Linked DNA regions of Gossypium hirsutum: region 1 is linked to region 2. A link is a contact called in public Hi-C data. All regions are on one chromosome and are shown on one strand. The core of a region is the stretch at or near the end of the contact, and the rest is flanking DNA. Distances in the headings are between cores, read along the strand shown.

What was found. A called contact is a pair of places that touch in the nucleus more often than the background predicts.
Region 1: a contact with region 2 is called in a Hi-C map of leaf, with 4 times the contacts expected there. The contact joins the promoter of LOC107894522 here to the promoter of LOC107893687 in region 2. A contact is called at or near these places in 11 of 34 Hi-C or Micro-C datasets (callus, hypocotyl, leaf and 1 more).

Annotation. Positions count from the first base shown.
Region 1 is chrA13:29,870,466-29,875,625 of Gossypium_hirsutum_v2.1, reverse strand. It overlaps LOC107894522, which reads right to left and starts at 3,028. Exons shown (of 2, transcript XM_016819786.1): 1 at 2,878-3,028; 2 at 2,131-2,759. The coding sequence starts at 3,028. The coding sequence ends at 2,131.
Region 2 is chrA13:29,640,955-29,646,696 of Gossypium_hirsutum_v2.1, reverse strand. It overlaps LOC107893687 (probable 6-phosphogluconolactonase 2), which reads left to right and starts at 1,851. Exons shown (of 4, transcript XM_041086030.1): 1 at 1,851-2,262; 2 at 3,111-3,180; 3 at 3,261-3,396; 4 at 4,817-5,565. The coding sequence starts at 3,176. The coding sequence ends at 5,308.

The DNA of each region.
Region 1 (5,160 bases), core at 1,779-4,278, 230 kb before region 2:
CCGTACTCGAAGTTGTCGACTTGAACGTTTATTCTACAGTCTTCGACTTCCCTCAGTCTAAATCCGAATTCCTCTTTTCTTAATCTAAATGTATTCAAAATTAACCTTTTTATTCACCAAAGCATTCAAAACAATCCATATACACACAATTAGGGCATTTTGCAAAAGAGCCCTCACATTTTTACATTTTGACACTTTAGTCCCTAATTCATAAAATCACAAAATACACATAATTTGCATATACACAAGCTTAGCCGAATTCTTCTAGTACTCATACTAGACCACACATTTCATTTATTTCACATTTTAGTTCCTCAAAAATAACATTTTTACCATCTAGCCAAACTACTCAATTTCATCAAAAATTCAAAGACAATACGTGTAAACCCAACATCAAGCTTTCATATTACAACATATAACATCATCAAGTTCATGAATTCATCCATGGCACATTTCCAAATCATCAAAAATTTCATGAATTTAAGAATGGGCTAGCTAGAGCACTTAACAACGATCACAAAAACATAGAAATTATTAAAAACGGATCAAAAACAAACCTTAATTCAAGATTCCAACTAGCCGAACCTTAGAAATCTTTGTCTTTTCTTTTTGTTCTTCAATTTTTGGCACAAACAAAGCATATAATGCCTATTTTCATGTTTTGTTATAACATATATTAATTTATTAAACATTTGACCATTATAACCTTTATTAAATCATTATAAATTCACCTAACACATGCCCTTTTATGTCCATTCAAACTCCCAATGGTCAAATAATCACATAAGGACCTTTGCTTTAGAAAGCCAATTCATATAAGCACTCTAACAACTAGCACACAACTTTTACCTTTTACGTGATTAGGCCCTTTTCGCAAATTAAGCACACAAACAGTTAAATTTTCACACAAGATCTTCACACATGCCAATTCACTTATCATAGGTACAAAAATAATATTAAAAATATTTTTTGACTCAGATATGTGGTCCCGAAACCACTATTCAAACTAGGGTCAAAACCAGACTGTTACATTCTGTGTTTAATTGAGCACTAATTGGCTCAACTATTGAATTCATCAAGTCAGTTAATGAAACCTTGTAATTACTAACTAATTTAAATTGTTCCCCATGGTCTCGAATTGTTCGATTAAGTCTCCTTCCACTGCTTATTTGGCTACCTTTGACTCATGGATCACGTTCTTTAGAAACAAAAGTCTTATCGCAACCATTAGTATGACCTTCACCACCTTCTAAATTTCCCCTATTTTGATAATTATTTTCTTTAAAAATGACTGCTGAATGCTTTCTGGTATCCAACATTGCATTGTTCAACTTTACCGCCATTTCTTTTAACCCTTCAAAAATGAGGTTAAGACAAGAAACAATTAATGAAGAGGAATTAAAATAATTAGAAATTGCATTAAAAATTCCAAAACCAATTAGAGAATTGTCGGATTGGAATTTTAAAAAATGGGAAGACCTTATTGATTGTCACTTAGAGGAATAATCATCGGATCTTTAGACTCTATCTCATCCCTTATAGCAAATGGCTTGGTGTATGAAGAGCCTGCAGTATACACTTTCTTAATGGATTTTGAATCTGCGTTACATGCTTCAACTGGCCCATTACTTATAATGGATTGCCCAATGTTCACGATTGGTTTTTTCCCAAAAGACTTTAAAATCAGTCCAAAAATATCTAGGCCCACATTATCTAATAATGCTACCTCATTTCTTATTGGGCTCAAGGGCACCGCTTCTCCCTATTCCTTCTATCATTTGTTGAAAAATTTCCCTTCATTAAATTAAACCCTTACAAAATTTTGCCAACCCTTGAATCAACCCCTTTTCCCCTTAATTTTTCCCTTGTTTCTCGCTGCTTCTCTAGGTGCTACATTAGTCATATCAACCTCCAGACCCTCTGAGATTTGTAGTCTAAACAACACAGTAAATCTGGAAACCGAACCCTCATTTCCCAAAAAATCAGCTTTCCAATTTTAAGTGTCCATTGAGTTTCACCTATATATTTTCTCTACCACCATCCACGACCCATAAATACACCATCTCCTCCACCCACAGCCTCATTCGAAGTAGATTTCGTCCGCTCTTTCTCCACTGTTGAACTCTACTCCTAAAAGACATAAATATTTTTGGTGTGTCCATACTTCCTGCATTTAAAATAGATTGTTGGTAGAGATTCGTATTCCACTCTCTGGAGAACTCCATTAACTAGAACTTGTGACACAAGAGGGTTTTTGAGATTTACATAAACTGCCATTTGAGCAAATCGGCCCTTAGTTCTTCTATCTGTATTGAAATCCATTTTTACCACCTTTCCTATAGTCCCACCTATTTCTTCAAGGACCCTCCTCTTATACAAGAAACTTAGGAGTCCCAACAGTTGGATCCATGCCATCACCATTCTTGGATATGGTTGCAGGGGATTAAAATCTTTGGTCCAAGGTTGGACAGTCAAGTACTGACCGTAGATTAACCAAAGTCCTTGCGATAAAACTTTCTCGAAAACTTTGGTACACTGAAACTTGGAAAAGAAATACCCATTTTCTATATCCATGAGATGGAATGGCTTTGTAGGTTTCCAAAGGCTATTGATCTGATTATTCAGTGCCACATGTCCAATACTCCTCCCTAGCAGTTTCAAAACCACTATAATTTCCATTTCCTTGAAAAGTATTCGTTGAATTCTATTTGAGAAACTGATAGCATGAATCCTATTAACTATAGATCTATTAATATCTCCTTCCAAAAATTCAAGATCATCATCACCCCCACACCAGAGTCCACAATGTAGTCTTCCCAAAACTACCGATTCTATTCCTTAGCAGTTTATCCTTCTAAGACAAAGTTGGAATCGGACTTGGGTCAACCAACATGTTTGTGTCCACATCCTTGTTGGCGTCTTTAAATCGAACCTTCTTAGTATTCCGATCAGCATCATCTTGAGAACCTTCACCACTGTTAGCCTCCAAAAAATTTCTGTCACCACCGGTATTCGGAGAAATTTCCATTTTCTTCACTAGTTTTTGGATGTAATATTTTTAATTCCACATGTACGGTATGTTTGGATAACTTTTGTAATTAGTGGATTTCAATGAATTAAGTGTTTTGCTTAATTTTTTTTACAAAGAATTAGGGTAATTACATCGATAATTAGCCATAATGACTTTGGGTAATTACACCGATAATTAGCCGTAATGACTTTCAAACTTTCTTTAGAAAAAAACTTTTTTTAAAGGTGTAATTATACTTTATTAAATAAACAATTAGAGTATTTTTGTAACAACCTGTTTTTCAGTGGTGTTGAAAACTGTGGTTTCGGGACTATAAATCTGATATGTAAATCTGTAAATATTATTCTTATTTAATATTTACTAGCCAAATATAGTATTATATAGAATTATGATCTGATAATTTTTTCTATTTGAAAGAATAATTAAGTGCAAGTGGGTTGTCCTTAAAGTTAAGTGGTTTCGAAAAATGAGGTATCGGGACCTCGTTTCTATAAACTGAGCCCATAAATATTTAATAAATGTTTACGGAGTTGTTATATAGGTATATTTAATTTTGGTCCAAAAATTTTAATGTTTAGATAGTTAATTAAAGAAAAAAGATTAAATTATAAAATGTGCAAAAGTCCATCATTATTAATTATAATGGGCTAATAAAGTATAAAAATATATTTCATGGTTTTAAAAGGGCAATTATAATTTTTTTAGTGTAAGTGGCCGTTTAAACATTAGTGTTTTTATAGTATATATGTTAAATTAATAAATAATGTTAATAAAATAAAATGAATAAATGTGGAAACAAAAACCAAGTGGCATCCATTATTTTCTTTATTTCATCTCCTAGCCGAACGCCATTGTTAGGAAGAAAGGAAGGTTCGGTCTTACCAATTTTCTTTCCATGTAAGTGTATTTGATATCAGTTTTTCATGAATTTTATGTTTTTTAGATTGTTGTAATGAAATCTAATTAGGGTAGGGACTAAATTACAAAACTATCAAAGTATAAGAAACTTGCCATGGTTGTTTTTGAAGCCTTCTTGTTGTTTATGCTTTGTCTGGAAGTTTGATGATGATTTTGAACTAATTTGAAAAGGAATTTTATTAATTTTCATGTTTAAGGATTAAATTAAAAATAAGTTAAAATATGAATATTTTCTTGAAAATTTTAGAATTATGGGGTTAGTTTAGAGTAGTTAAGTATTTGGTCTTAATGGTATAGGGTCTAATTAGGAAAATAATCATGTTTTGGTTCTAAGGACTAAATTGAAAAAAATGTAAAAATTGGGGCAGTTGTGTAAAAATTGTTAATAGGAGGGAATTTTTACTAAATTGAATATATGAAGTAGAAGCTAATAATTGAAATAAATTACTTTATAGATCAAAATTCAATAGATAACCATGGAAAAGGAAAGGTTGCAAATTAGTTCCTAAACTTCAATCATTCTTCCAGTTTGGTCACTGGTAAGTTTATACGGTTTAATTTAGTATAATTTGCAATATTTTAATGACATGTGATTTATGATGTATTGAATAATTATATATTTAATGAAATAATTATAAAAGTGATTCAAGGTGAGAAATGTAATCGAATTGTAAGTTATTATGCGCTTTTTTATATCGAGCCCAGATAAAATATACGATAGGATACAATTGGCATGTCAATAGTTTATATTGCGCACTGTACGAGTATGGTCTGAGATGAGATGAGATACTGAAGTCCATCATTTCTTACGAACTATCGTGTTATATTTATAGTGTTTTTAGTGTGTTACCGGTGGCAGATGTAAAGCCTTTGGGCTTGGTACTTGGTGTCGAGGTGTGTTACTGGAGGAATGTTAGCCTATGGGCTAGGCACTTGGTATCAAGGTGTGTTCACAGGTGGTTTAGCTCGTTTGAGCATTTTTGGTGTGCTTCGGTGGTAATGCGTATCTGTATATGTTATACCATTCGTCAGGCTGAATTTTAATGGTTAAATGATTTAATGATGATAGTTAACTGATATTTGGTTATGATTTCTTGTGAAGGACTTGAACAAGTGTTTATGGTTTTCGATATTTTATTGTGACTTGTTAACGATTGATATTGTATAAATGAGGTGATTAAATGACTTGTATTTATGAAACTCACCTATTG
Region 2 (5,742 bases), core at 602-3,101:
TAACTATATATTAAATGTATCAGACATTTAATTTTGCCTGCCGTTACATATGTTTTATAAAACCAATTTCCAGCACATTTTTTAGAAAAAATGGTGATTTTATAATGATTTATATATATGCTTGCTTATATGAATTTAGTATAGCTTTGTTTTAAAATATGAGAAGAGAAACTGTTATATAGTTAATTTAGTAAATCATTATGGTTGTTATTATAATTGAAAATATGTTATAGAAAGTTAAAATGTAACAAAACAAATTAACTCCACAACAAACTTATTTGTTTCAGTGAAATGTTATTATAGAAATTAGTTTTATGTGTTTAATTTGGGTTTAACTTAATACTTGTTACAATAATATTTTAGTTCAAATTAAGTCTAAAATCAAGTGGTCCAATTTAAGGTATTAAGTAATTATTTACTTTAATAACAAATGAAATCTTATCCTTTCATTCGATTATTTGATGGATTACCGAATCAAAGTTATTTATATATAAATTAATTTTTAGCCTATCTATCAAGATTACAGACATGAAAAAGCAAAATAAAAAATTTATAACTTCCACCATTAAAAATTGGTATAACAAAAGAAAAACAATCAAGAGAATAAAAAACCAATTTATTGTAATATTTTTCTTTATCGACTCGAATCACCAATTCTCACATCAAATAATTTTATTATTTATAAAAAATCATATTATTTTAAAGCCCCTATATATTATTATTTATACATTATTACATTTTCAGTTTCCATAATTTCAAGACCTTGAATTTTACAAATTAATATTGAAAAAGTAGCCCAAAAATCATTATATGTATAATCATTGAGTATTTACATAAATGTAAAATGAAATAATGACATGGGAAAGCACAACTTTAAACACTAATTTCATTGCACCCCACATGTTGTAGTGGTAAAGCTAAGAAGTAGCTCTCAAAGAACTACATAGTTCAATAAAGCAAGTTAGGTTTCATTGGTAAAGATATTAACCTTAAAAGAAATCTACACTATATTATTAATAATAAATAATAATGAATTTAAATGAACTTAAGTTGATGATATGAAATATAAAACAGATATTTTACCTTTCAAATAAAAATATAAACATAATAACAATATAAAGCAAAATCAACACCTCTAATAATAAAATTAGTACATCATTTTATTTAAATTTGATTATAAAAACATATAACTTTTAATATAAAAATTTTATTTTTTATTTTATTACTTTTAAATTAATAAAAAAAGGCTTATTTTTTTTAAGTTATGTGCCAATAAAATCAATTATTATAAAAACTAAAATGAACAATTAACTCAACTCTAACTAATTAAACAAAATAAATTTAATATAAAACTCACACATTTATATATAATAAAACTCAAACTTGAGTAAAGTTTCATTGGGAAATTTAAACTTACCCTAAAAGAATGTATGGGATAAATGTAATGATATATACCATATGTTATGAATAAATAATAAAGAATTAAAAGCCTGCTATATAAATTTTTTTATAAATTAAAAGATAATGTTGAGTTTGCTCTCTATTTAAGGATTCTACTTGGGTTTAAATATCTCAAACCAATATATATAAAAGTGTAAAGAAGCTGGTTTTGGGGAGACAACTAAAAAGGAATTTTCTAACAAACTTAAGAAAAGAGAGTAAGAAAATGCAAAGAAAAAAAAATAAAATAAAAGCAAAGGTGGCAGATTTTTTTTTTTAAATTTTCTAACAATTATTTTAAATTAAAAGAAGAAGAAGAAGAAATCAAAGAGATAGATAGAGGGAAAATAAAATAAAAATTGGAAAAAATCATTGTTTTATTCTTACAAGACAAAAAGATCCATTGGTCCATTTGTCAGCAATTTAGTTGGGCAAGTGTTTGGTTTAGTCTTATGGAACTCTGCTTCTTTTCCTCAATTCTCCCCTGTTTTTTTGCTCTTCATTTTCTTTCCAAAAACGGCACCTCCATTTAATTATTAAATAAAATTTTTAATTTAATATTGATGTGGCAACATTAATTAAGGGAGATGTAATAGCAGAGTATTTAGGAAACAAAGATTTTCTCTGCTTCATCTCCCACTCTCATAAAACCAAAAAGGGCGAAGCAAAGAGATATAGATAAAGAAACAAATTTAATTTGGTTTTGTTAATTTTTTAATAAATTACAATTTTAATCAATAGAAAAGAGAGAAAGAAACATTTATTTTCGTTTTTGTGTGTGTTTTTGTTAAATTTCATTGGTTGCACGTGGAAACCCAGAAGGTAAATTCTCCTCAGCTTCTTTTCTGTAACAGCTTTTCTCTTCTTTTTTTTTTTTTTTGGTGTTGTAATTATTATATAATTATTATTTCATTTGTTGTTGATCATCCCATCTACCATCTCCATTTTGCTTCTCTGCAACTACCCTTCTTTCTTTTCTTTCTTGTTCTTCTTTGTAAGCATTTTCCCTTTCTTAAATTTTAGATTTTTTTTATTTGATCAGGCCTCTTTTTTTTTCCTTTTCCTTTTTTATGTTCTGAGTTTTAATTGGTTTGAATGTGAAATTCATCTACTTGAGACATATCAATTAGCTTAAAGTTTTGGTTTTTGCTTGATCTCTAATTGTGATGATCAATACCCTTTTGTTGGATTTTCCTTTTTTCCTTCAATTTAAAGTTTCAAACTCTACGCATAAAGTGATGGGCTTTTGTCAATTTATCACATGGTTGTTTCTGGTTCTGTTTATTGAATCTTAAACTGTGTTATTGGTTTTTTTTTTTTTGTAACTTTTGAACCATAGGTTCTGTTGACTGTTTAACATGATCCGAAGTTTTGGTTTCTCATTAATTTTAACTTAATGACTTTGAGGTGCAAGGATTAATGGCTACATTTTGTTTTCATTGTTCATCTTGAATTTTTTGGTGGATAAATTACTTTGAATGGAGATTTGTGTGTTATTATAGGCTCTATAATATTCTTAATTCTGATCCTTTTTTTTCATGTTTAGAGTCGGTAAAATTGTCAAAAAGCATGGCTCTTTCTGGGGTTAAAATGATAGAGGGAATTGAGGATTCTTGAGAATTTGGATGAGCTAAGGACTGATTTAGCTGACTATATTGTTGAGTTATCAGAAGCTGCAGTGAAGGAGAGAGGTGTGTTTGCCATAGCATTGTCTGGTGGTTCTCTCATTGGCTTAATGGGGTATCAATCCACTCCTTATTCCATGCTTTTTGTTTTGTAATTTTGGTGTTCTTCCATTAAAGCTTTTTGTTGGCGAACAGGAAACTGTGTGAAGCACCTTATAACAAGACTGTAGACTGGGCTAAATGGTACATATTTTGGGCAGATGAACGCGTTGTTGCGAAAAACCACTCAGACAGCAATTATAAGCTTGCAAAGGATGGCATTCTTTCCAAGGTTCGTATATGAATTTGTACTTTATTTTATGTTTTGGTTTCCTTTAGCTTTCCAAGAACCAAGTGGAAGGAACTTTTGGTAAGAAGATGATGCTTGTTAGTAGGATGTGTTCCTTCGATATTCAGTGATTAGACTGGTCCAGACTTCGGATCTTGAAATTTTAGCCTTTGCTTGAAGGTATTTATGCTTGAATTCCTTATCAATTATGTTGTGTTCTGATTTTGGGACAGACTTATGTTAACTGGTATATTAGTTGATGCTGCACTAGCTGATCATTCCGTAATGGATTCGGGGTTCCTTAGTTTTGAAGATTCCCATGTTTGTTTGTTGAATTCATCTTCTGTGTGTTGTGGTTATCTTTGGATATTAAATCGAGTATATGCTTTAGAAAGTATGAGGCATTAGGTCTGATATTGAACTAGATGTTTGGTTTTACTAAAAAACCTTCTTATCTCTGGGGAAAAAAATTTCACCTTCATGTTTTATTTGCATGGTGCTACTCTAAGTTCTCTTTTCGCTTGTTCACGGTGCCATCTTTGACTCACCACTACATAAAAAAATAATAATAAAACAAATGCATAATGCAAGTGTGCTTTTTCCTTTTTGTGAAGACAATATCGAAGTGTAAATTGTTCACATGATTTGAAGAACTTGTACTGGTGGTCCTATCGTTCTCGGAACTTTTTAATTTCTTCCAGTTGCTAACTCCATTGCCTAGGTAAAGATAGCGTGAGGGATGCATATCCCTAATATCAGAAATTATCAAAATAATCAAGATGATTGATGGTTCTGAAAAGCTTAAGGCCTTACAGTGAAACTGCCATTTTGCAGTTTTTGTGGATTCATTTGTTCAAAGATGGAAGAGATTTTATGTTTGGATCCTCTTAAGTAATTTCTCTTGATATTTAGGATCAGACAAGTTTGAGATTCTTAGGAATTACTGATCTTTTTACTGTTTCTTTGTCTATCCCTTGTCTCCTCTCTTTTTCTTAACTTTTTCTCGTATCTTACACTATAAATTAAAGTAAAACTTGATGTATCCTTTTTTCATGGTGTGTTACCTCGAACATTAAATATAAAAACTAGCTTGTTACTTGTTAGTCATGGTTTGCATCCATTTGCATAGCTAGTCTGCCAAATGATTTGATTAGCTTTGAACTAAATTTGAATACGGTAAAAGTTCGACTACTTTATTTGTTTGTTTCACCAAATTTTTGGATTGTGATGGAAAAGCTATTGTAATGAGTCGCAGCATAAACATTAGCGTCAAAAGGGCTTCCTTTTGCGTTTGCTGTCATGTATCACCGATATTTTCATTGGTAGATAGTTTGATTGAAAAGTTATGCTTCAGCTTGTTTTGTTTGAGTTTCTGCCATATAACATACACGCTCGTATGGCTTATGCCTGGTATTTCCTGCAGGTGCCGATTGTTCCCAGCCATGTTCATTCTATCAATGATTCGGTTTCAGCAGAGGAGGCTGCTGACGAATACATGTTTGTTATTCGGCAGCTAGTTAAAACAAGGATGGTCAGTGTTTCCGACATTAGTGACTGCCCCAAGTTTGACCTTATCCTTCTCGGCATGGGCCCTGATGGTCACATTGCCTCGCTATTCCCTAATCATGCAGTGCTTGACGAGACAGAGGAATGGGTAACTTTCATCACCGATTCCCCTAAACCTCCACCTGAGAGGATAACATTCACTTTGCCCGTCATCAATTCAGCATCCAACGTTGCAATAGTCGTAACAGGAGAGAGCAAAGCAGAGGCTGTGCATTTGGCAATTGACAACGTCGAACCCAACTGCCCGTCACTGCCTGCACGGTTAGTCCAACCAACAAAAGGGAAGTTGGTATGGTTTTTGGACAAACCAGCTGCATCGAAACTGGACAATCTTCAATTTTCAGAGTAGGGTTGAATTTATTTCTTTTGCCAAAGTGTATGTTTGTATGTAGTGGAGGTTTTTCAAACCCCGTCGACCCTCGTCCTCGATTAGTTCCTACTTCTTTTATCCCTTTTTATTTTCTTATAACTTCACCATTTTATTTTGTTTTTTTTTCTTCCTCTCTTTACCTTTTTGAGATGGCAAAGTTGAATCCTTTTTTCTGTAAGGAGAGGAAAATAAAAGTTGGGGTCTTAATGGAAAAGCTTTTCCTGGTTCAGGTTCCATTTACATGTGAATATGTAGATTGAATGCAGTCTAATTGCTTGCATGCCCTACTTTTGTTGACAAATTAGAGGGACCTTGATAATAATCAAGTACAGATTTCCATGTGATCCTTCTAACTGTTCAAAAGATGGCAAATAAAAACCTCTCATTCACTGGATATCTGATAGCATTTTGAA